Regions from separate parts of the Triticum aestivum genome. Here region 1 is linked to region 2. Evidence: chromatin contacts called from public Hi-C data. All regions are on one chromosome and are shown on one strand. Each heading gives the region's core, a stretch centred on a gene start, on an enhancer-like site or on the middle of the called end of the contact. The rest is flanking DNA. Distances are from core to core; before and after follow the strand shown. Region 1 holds the start of LOC123105868 (CSC1-like protein At4g35870). Region 2 holds the start of LOC123105867 (protein CHAPERONE-LIKE PROTEIN OF POR1, chloroplastic).

Evidence for each region. Hi-C and Micro-C count contacts between places; a contact is called where the count stands out from the background.
Region 1: a contact with region 2 is called in a Hi-C map of leaf, with 7 times the contacts expected there. The contact joins the promoter of LOC123105868 here to the promoter of LOC123105867 in region 2. A contact is called at or near these places in 2 of 5 Hi-C or Micro-C datasets (leaf and an unstated tissue).

What each region holds. Positions count from the first base shown.
Region 1 is chr5A:672,348,197-672,353,033 of IWGSC CS RefSeq v2.1, reverse strand. LOC123105868 (CSC1-like protein At4g35870) reads right to left here and starts at 1,907. Exons shown (of 3, transcript XR_006451051.1): 1 at 1-1,907.
Region 2 is chr5A:672,160,842-672,165,747 of IWGSC CS RefSeq v2.1, reverse strand. LOC123105867 (protein CHAPERONE-LIKE PROTEIN OF POR1, chloroplastic) reads left to right here and starts at 1,431. Exons shown (of 3, transcript XM_044528032.1): 1 at 1,431-1,867; 2 at 2,716-3,070. The coding sequence starts at 1,559.

The DNA of each region.
Region 1 (4,837 bases), core at 658-3,157, 190 kb before region 2:
AATTTCTTCAGTATATGCTTTATCCAAGGGATTGGAGCCAGCAGATCAAAAGATATTCCCAGAAAGGTGCATGTGATTAAGAACGCCAGGGAAGAAAGTGAAGATCTCGACAAGAATGATGGGCTCAGGTAATGTTCAATCTGCTTGCAATCAGCACTATCTAAGTAGCACCGTCCCATGCTAAGAATCCAACTTTCAAGCGACGATTCCACCAGCGCACGCAACAAGATGAGATTAACAAGGAAGAAGCAAACCATCTTCAGCAATGCAGCTCTCTGCTCCCCCGACACTGTCAGATGGAACTCAAACTTGGAGAAGTATGACAGTACTGATGGGATGATAATATACATGCTCACGAAGATGAGGACATTGGGTAGAAACTGAAAGATTATTGTCCAGAACCAGCTTGAGCCTTGAAGCCAAACAATCCATGATTTGGCACTATCCATAGCCTCCACATTGATGATCCGTGCTGCGTTTTGCATTCCACTGAGTATTGACAATGGTGAACTGAAGAACAGGAGCATTACAATGAGGCAGGTGTTAACCGCTATCCGTCGCAAGGCTAGTGAGGTCTTGTTCATCCCAAGGTGATTCCAGTAGATATCTGATGCTGGTGGCGCCCTCTCCACTCTCCATCGGCTCCTCTCAAGCTGTAGCTCCATCACTGGGAAGAACCTGCCAATGGGTGTCTTCTTCCTTTCCATCCGGAAATCTCTCACAGCCTTGTTTGCCGTGTACACATCCTTGAACACAACAAAAGCTATGCCAGCACCACGCGCACGCCCTTCCTTGTAATCCGACAGCCTGCTCCCAATCACGAGTTTCCTTGTCTGCAGCTTCCTTAGCCTCTCATCATCAGTAAACCCGAACCTCTGCGCGGTCATTGCCCACAGCTCTTTGCATCTCCTGACAAGCCAGTGCGCTTCTAACTGCCCCGATTCGTCCTGCACAAACTCGTCAAACAGGCTGCGGGCGTCCATCTTCGCCTCCAGCCAGGAGATCTTGTTCCGGACCTTCCCCCACTCGTCGGCGAGGTACTCCAGCGTGCAGAGGTCGAAGGGCACAATGACGCGGTACACCTTGCCGGGGTACTTGTGCTCGAAGTACTCCTTGAGGGGGGCCTTGTCGGCGGCGAGCGCCCTGGGGATGCCCTGGATCATGATGGTGAAGACGGCGACGGAGCTGGAGTTGGGGTCGCTGGGGTTGCCGTTGCCGTCGCGGAAGCGGGTGATGCGGAGGGCGTCCTCCATGCGGGAGATGCCGAGGTGCGCGATGGCGACGACGGCGGCGGTGAGGAGGAGGTGGAGCCAGAGCAGCGGGGAGGCCCTGGGGATGTGGGAGATGGTGGTGGCGGCGAACTGGTCGGCGATGGCGGCGTCCCCGGCGAGCAGGTTGAGCGGGAGGGCCGCGGCGAAGGCGGCGGCGGAGACGGCGGCGAGGACGAGGAAGGAGGCGCGCTCGAAGAGGAGGAACTGGGCGGCGTCGGCGCCGCAGTGGAGCGCGATCTGCGGGGCCGTGGCGTGGTAGACGGCGAGCAGCTTGGCGGCGAGCGCGGAGGGCCCCGGGATGCGGCGGTGGTCGAAGCGGAGCTTGACGAGGAGGAAGAGGAGCACGCAGGAGGCGGCCCCCACCGCCGAGATGTTGACGAGGTACTGGATGCTGCCGTACCACGCCTCCGGCTCCCCGCCCGCGGCGTCCTCCGGCGACGGCGCGCCCGGCCCCATCGGCTCGCTCGCCGGAAACCCTAGCTGGATTTCTCGCCGGCGGTGGAGATGCCTCGCCGCCTCCGTTGGTTCGTGGACGGGGGTGGGGGTGGGGGTGGGGGTGGGGCTGGGCGAGATCCCGACGGGAGGGGACGACGGGCGGGCTTGCCTACCCGTGCCGACCATACCCGCGCCGTGGTTTGAGTCGCTGCCGGGTGGGGACGGCGGGGAAACGTGTGCTTTTCCTTCTTGTGTCTTCCGGGAAACGGTGGCCGCGTCAAGAAAATACTTCGAGGTTAAGGTGACTAGGACTCATGTTACTTGTGGCCCACTTGTTAGTGAGTTCAGCTTTATTTAATGATGATGATATTTGTTTTGTATTACTAGTACTTGCTATAATCAAGGTTTGTTCCCAATAAAACTAGTAGGGTTTGTTGAAGTTGCTCTCAAAAGGAGGTTCTTCAATTTTGTCTAGTTTCACGGATGCTTATTCTTTTCTATTATGGCAGGGAGATTATAACGTGTAATAATTGTAACAAAAATACGAAAATCTTATACCAGCGGCATAAGCTACGGATGTAATTTGGCTCCAACAATTAAGCATAATGGCTAGGACATGGATCCATGTATTACATCAGTATCAGTTCATTAATAACAGACATTACAAGCGGAGGTAACATACAGAATTATGTCAGAAAACCTAACGAGCGCAGACAGTACAGTGTTTGGCTCTGAAGGTGACACGAATGCTTGGAGTGCTTGGTGTCCATAGAATGCGATTCGAGGGTATCTCTTTGCATGTTGTGCACTTTAGGTATATGTTCTACCCAACATTCTCAACGAATGATATGGACAACTAGGTATCTTTTTTATCAAGTAGCACGTAATTTTGGTTATTGTCATGATGTCCTTTACAAAGGCTTTCACTATTGCAATAGATGTTGTCTCATAAACGGGTATACATGCCAAGTCACTTTTTCGCACAAACGTAGTTGTGAGGTTCTTGGGGAAAGAACTCGTGCGTTATATGTGAGTGTGTTAGGTAATCTAATAATGGTGGAAAGAGATGTTAGAACTCTTATGCTACATGTCGTGGAAAGAAAAAAAACATGTATTTTGACAATTTCAATTAGTTGTCTTGCAAGGTTGTGTTATTCATTCTCTAGCCCATAGTTCTTTCGAGACATATATTTTTCATGAAAGTTATGTTACACCTAAAAAAGAGAGCCACATGAATGTTGCCTCAAAGGGCTCCAAAGTCAAGATTACCCAGAAAGGTGTACATGTTTACATTGTACAATAGAGGTAGTATCACATTTAGTTTTCTTAATTTTTTATTGACCAAAAGGTCGTAAAATAAATAAAAAATCTTCTCATACACAACTTCCACTAGTCAGACATTTTGCGTCAAAGAGCATGTTGTTACTTGATACACCAACTATGAACATGACAAATGATCATACATAAAAATCATCTAAAGCTAACATATGTGCCATCATAGAAAGGAAGAAGGGGGGCAAGACACTATGTTATAGTTATATTTTGATACTCAGCTAAGCATATTCGTTGATAAACATACACGCATGTTATATTAGGTGACAAACAAAAAAATACATAAGATATATAATAATGTCAAACAAAAAACCCTTTTGGGTGGCCAGCTATATCATCTGAGCGAGCAACCCACTCAGTTCAATCCTATCTCTCTCTCCGCATGTCGCTCCTTGTGGTCATGCCCGGAGTCATTGCACGCCAAGCTAGCTGGATGTATGAAGGGCAAAGCATTAGCACTCCAGTGGACGGAGCTGCCAATCATTGTGGAGTGCGACAGTTTGCAGGCAGTCCAGTTGACCAATGTACAGGCCAAGATCGCTCGCAATATGCCATGGTGGTCTCGGAGGTGAAGAGACTTATGGGTGAAAGGGAGTGTCGTGTTATTCATGGTGGCTCGTAATGTGGTCTGGCTCCGTTCTGGCCCTAATAATATCCCTAGTTTGTGTAGGTAGGAAATTATTTGCTCTTGAGTAATATAAACACCTTTTACCCCCCGTAAAAAATCCTCTCTTTGTCTCTCTTTATCTCTCTCTCTCTCTCTCTCTCTCTCTCTCTCTCTTTCTCTCTACATGGGTTCTCCCACTAGAGTGCTAAGAAACACCAAAATAGAGCACCGAACAACCATGAACCACACTGGGTTGTTCGTTTACCACAAAACCCATCCAATTGTCTAATATTCAACATGTTGGAGTCAACCCACACACACGATTGGAGACCTTCTTGAAGGAAATATGCCCTAGAGGCAATAATAAAGTTTTTATTTATATTTCCTTATATCATCATAAATGTTTATTATTCATGCTAGAATTGTATTAACCAGAAACTTAATACATGTGTGAATACATAGACAAACAGAGTATCACTAGTATGCCTCTACTTGACTAGCTCGTTGATCAAAGATGGTTAAGTTCCCAGCCATGGACAAAGAGTTGTCATTTGATAAACGGAATCACATCATTAGAGAATGATGTGATTGACTTGACCCATCTGTTAGCTTAGCACGATAATAGTTTAGTTTACTGCTATTGCTTTCTTCATAACTTATACATGTTCCTATGGCTATGAGATTATGCAACTCCCGAATACCGGAGGAACACTTAGTGTGCTATCAAAAGTCACAAAGTAACTGGGTGACTATAAAGATGCTCTACAGGTGTCTCTGATGGTGTTTGTTGAGTTGGCATAAATCAAGATTAGGATTTGTCACTCCGTGTATCGGAGAGGTATCTCTGGGCCCTCTTAGTAATGCACATCACTATAAGCCTTACAAGCAATGTAACTAATGAGTTATTTATGAGATGTAACATTACATAACGAGTAAAGAGACTTGACTGTAACAAGATTGAACTAGGTATTGAGATACCGACGATCGAATCTCGGGCAAGTAACATACCGATGACAAAGGGAACAACGTATGTTGTTATGCGGTTTGGTCGATAAAGATCTTCGTAGAATATGTAGGAACCAATATGAGCATCCAGGTTCCACTATTGATTAATTGACCGGAGACGTGTCTCAGTCATGTCTACATAGTTCTCGAACCCGTAGGGTCCGCACGCTTAACGTTTGGTGATGAT
Region 2 (4,906 bases), core at 182-2,681:
TACATGTCAAGTCATCTTTTCTTACAATAGCGACGAGGTTGGATCGTGCGCCTTATGTGGGTGTGTTAGGTAACATAATAATAACAGAAAAAGACATTAGAACTCATATGTTACATGCCTTGGAAAGGGAAAAAACATGTGCTTTCACACTTCTTAATTTCATTTTTTTTGTTTTGCAAGGTTGTGTTACTCATTCTATAGTCTATAGTTGCCTCAAAAGGAGATAGCCACATGAATGTTGCCTCAAAGGGCTTCAAAGTCAAGATTACCCAGAAAGTGCACAAGCTTAGATTGTATATTAGAGGTAGTACCACATTTAGTTTTCTTATTAATTTTTTCTTGACCTACCAAAAGGTTGTGTAAAATGAGAAAATCTTCTCATACACAACTCCCACCGTCATACATTTTGCGCCAAAAAGCATGTTGTTTCTTGAGACACCAACGATGGACACGACAAAGGATCATACACATAAACCATCTACTATAAAACTAAAAATATGCGCCATCGTAGAAAGGAAAATAAAAGGGACAAGACACTATGTTATATCTTGGTACTCAATTAAGCATATTAGTTGATAAATATATACGCATGTTATATTAGGCGACAAACAAAGTTACATAAGATATACTCCCCTAACAAAAATATATGACGTTTTTGCAGTTCAAATTGAACTACAAAAACGCCATATACTTTGATATAGAGGTAAAAACTGCTTGTGTGTGTGGGGCGGGGGGGGGGGGCGGGGGGGGGGGGGGGGGTTACAATGGACTCCTCCATTCCCGTTAATGAAACTCAATATGTACATTGCATCAAAGCACACATGTTTCTCCCTAGCAGAGTGCTAAAAAACACCAAAAAAGAACATTGAACAACCACGAACCACACGTGCAGCACGTTGAGTCGTTTTACCACAAAACCTATCCAATCATTTGATCTTCGACGTATTCAAGCCTATCCACACGCGCGATCGTAGACCTCCTTGCCGCATTCCGCAACCGCCTTTCCACGGTACTTTTTGCGGCCTTTGGTTTCAGCGAATAGCTTGACAAATAATTTTATAAATACCCCCCTATTAGAGTAAGGGGGAAGTTTGTAACCATCCTCCCTTGTATTACTACCTGTGATGACTTTTATTAGTCCATAAATCTGCCCTCCTTCAGGCCTCCAATTTTGCCGTCTCAGCAAAACGACATGATATTATGGGACGAAGCAAGTATTATAATATAAAAACAACTAAAAAAGGAAATATAATGTACAAAAGAAAAAAAAAAGTTAATTGTCACAGATTTCGTGACTTTGAAATGATACCAACAAAATCAATCTTTATCCGAATAAATCTTCTTTTCGAAGCTTATCCGCCTCCTAGAAAAAGAATCCTCAGATTGTGTCCGAAAGCCCCCGACCCGAAGCCGTAGAAATTGGCGGCCGGACGGCCAAAATCATCATCACCCATTAAAAAAAATCTCAACGGTGGCATCCATCAGCTCCGCGGACAGCAGAAGCCGACGCGCACAGGCAGCAGAGCCAGACCACGCGAGCGCAGCCAAAGGAAGGAAAATGGCCACGGCCCTCTCCCTCGGCGGTGCCGGCGCCGGCGCCGCCGGCCACCTCCTCCGCAGGCGCCCCGCCTCCGTGGCCAGGTGCTGCGCCGCGCCCCGCCGCAGCTCCCCCTCGCGCCGCCGGGCCCCGACGCGGCGCCTGGCCGCCTCGCGCGCGGACGACTCCTCGCCGGCGCCCTTCGAGATGACGGTGGAGGGCGCGCTCAAGCTGCTCGGCGTCGCCGAGGGCGCCTCCTTCGACGAGATCCTCCGCGCCAAGAAGGCCGTCGTCGCCTCCTGCAAGGACGACCCGGACGCCGTCGCCCAGGTCCCTCCCCCTCCCCTCCCTCCCCCCAAACTTCTCCTCCACTCCACACCGTCCCCTCTCAACGCTCGCTTGCTGTTCAAGTGAATCCATCTTTGAAAGCATGCTTCGATTGTCCCCACAAGCTTGCTAATTTAGGACGACAAAGCCGCCTCAATCATCAAATTGGTAATGCAAGAATAGCTTTGTATATTATCTTTCAATATTTTGAAGCAAAATCAGGTTATAATCTAGTACTTCCGTACACAGCGAAGAAAAGCGGAGACCTGATCATCACTAATTTGGGCAGATTATTGGCGCACAGTTGTTCCCATGTGATGAATCGAGGCTGCTAAAATATGCTGCTTTTGGCATTAAGTGCGTTAGCTTATAGTGGTAGCACTATTTGTATATCCATGGATGGGCCATGGTGGAGGCGATCATATATGCATATCATATCAATATATCATGTGCTGTCAACTTTGGACCAGTGACTTGGCTTGGCCCGTAGGAAGGGAAGGAGTGTAAATTTCTGTTTCTTCATTTCGACAAGTTACCACTGCCTGGTTTTTCTACGCAATTTCGTGTGGATTTTTGTCCTTTGTAATAATAACCTTTCTTGTTCCAGCGAACTAGCTGTAATTTGTTCTTGTTTGCTTGTGCAACTTGTCTTCCTGATAAGTACTCTTGCTTGCGCCCATGCCCAATCTTTCAACTGTCTGTTTCAAGACTGAACTGGGGCTCTTAAAAGAAACAACAGGATCCTAAGTTGCTGGCAGCATCAATCATTGATGTTTTAACAGATTTTGTTGCACCCGGTATCAAAGGCATCCCGGATGCGTTGTTTGACTCCGTTTCATGTTTCATTTCAGGTCGAGGTTGCCTATGACATGCTGCTAATGCAGAGCTTATCGCGCCGGAGGGCTGGCAAGGTTGTCGATAGCAGCGTCCGCTACGCCGATGTGAAACCTGTCAAGACTGCAGGAACAGCACCGCAATGGATGCAGTCAGCCATGAAGAACGTGCCTCTCACATTGGAGGCCCCAGCTTCGAGCAGCTTGGGCATCCAGTCATCCATTTATGGTGCGCTGATGGTTTTCACATATGCTAGTGGAACCTCTACGTCTTTACCATCAGCGTACACTAGCCCTGATGTGCCTGGATTTATCCTAGCAACAGGATTCGGTGCTTCATTGTATTTTCTGTCCAAGAAAAACATGAACTTAGGTAAATTCTTCCACCAGTTTGTTATCGCTATTTTTTATAATATATCTACTCTGATGCTCTACATTTGGTACGGTTCGAACATGTTCTTAGTTTCTGTTCAACACTCTGTCTCTGGCTTCTGCATAAAAAACATGGAAACACTACTACAAACTACTCCTCTGTAAACTAATATAAGACTTTCTAGATCACTACTTTAGGGGTGAACTAATATAAGACTTTTTAGACCACTACTTTAGTGATCTAGAAAGTCTCTAAAAAGTCTTATATTAGTTTACAGAGGTAGTAGTTTTGAAGTTACAATACAACCTATATCACCAGTGGTGTTATCAGTTGCACAACCAACAAGATAAGGCTAGTTCTGCTCACCTGGGCGCATTAATTATTTAATTAAAGCATCTAGTGTTGTTATATCTGTGGCCTTAACTGTTATCTTGCCTTTAGAAGCAGTATTGTCATGGTAGTTTTCTTAGTAGCTGATTTTCTTCCTTATATATTTGCTCAGTTTACTTTCAGTAAAAGAACAACATTAGAAGCATGGAATGAAAATGCAATCCAAAAAAAGGACAGAACAAAGCAAATAAGAGGCACATGTATGCTAAGAAAGGCCCCTGCTCCAGTGCCAATTAATCCGTGTTGGCTGTAAGGATGAGTAGCAGAGATTGCTTGCATTGCATGAACTCATGCTGGCTACAGGGGTGGTTGGTATTGTTGTTATAGACTCATAGTTCGATGCTTGTACGTCTCTTGCACATCAGCTTTTTAGACTAGGTCAGCAGTTTCCCAAGATTGCATTGTTGTCGTGTAGTGCGCGCCTTGGCATTGTATTGCATGCTTTTTTAGACTAGGTCAGCAGTTTCCCAAAATTTCATTGTTGTCGTATAGTGCGCGCCTTGGCATTGTATTGCATAATTAAACCTGGTTCAAAGAGATCAATACCGTGCAGTGCTGAAAGTCTGTGTGAACTTCAAAGGGATACATTGTGAAGCAAATTCAGTTATTCGGCTATTGTAGCAACAAACAAATTGTGTCCCTGTGCAAACTTTTTGAGTAAAAACATAACATGTCAAAACATGCCATGCAGCAATTTTACTCTTGGATGTCCTGTCTACAAAGTTGCTAGTGAATAAAACATGTATGGATCTGGCTGGCTGGCATAAGTCCACAAACCTCCAACCGGCTTTTGTGTTTGTATTGCATATGGATTATATTTTGTAGTCTTTAGGTGAAAATTGAAATTGGTTCAAAGAGACAAATACTCAGCGGTGCTGAAAGTTCTACATTGTCAATCAAATTTAGCTATCGTAGCAACAAACAAATTTTATTCTGTACACGCTTCTTGAGTGAGAGTAGTACTAGGATGGGTGACCTCCTGGGAAGTCCTCGTGAAAGGGTTTCATATCTAAGGGTTGTGATAGGCTTGGCGAGCCAACGTAAAAACTAGCCAGTCTTTGGGGTATGAAACCCATTTGGGCGAGAGTAGTACTAGGATGGGCGACCTCCTGGGAAGTCCTCGTGAAAGGGTTTCATATCTAGCCTACTCCAACTTGTTTGGGATAAAAGGCTTCATAAGTAAGTAAGTAAGTAAGTACACGCTTCTTGAGTGAGAAGATAACATGTCAAAACAGCGATTTGTTGCTTCAGAGTAGATCTGTAGGTAAGAACGTTAGAGATCCACAATCCTGTATGATTGTAGGTTATATTCTCTCATAGTCTCGTGTGATTACGGGATTGTTGTCATAGTTCGATGCTTGTATGTCTCATGCAACATCACCTTTTTAGTTTAGGTCAGCGGTTTCCCAAGATTACATTGTTGTCGTGTAGTGCGTTCCTTCACAT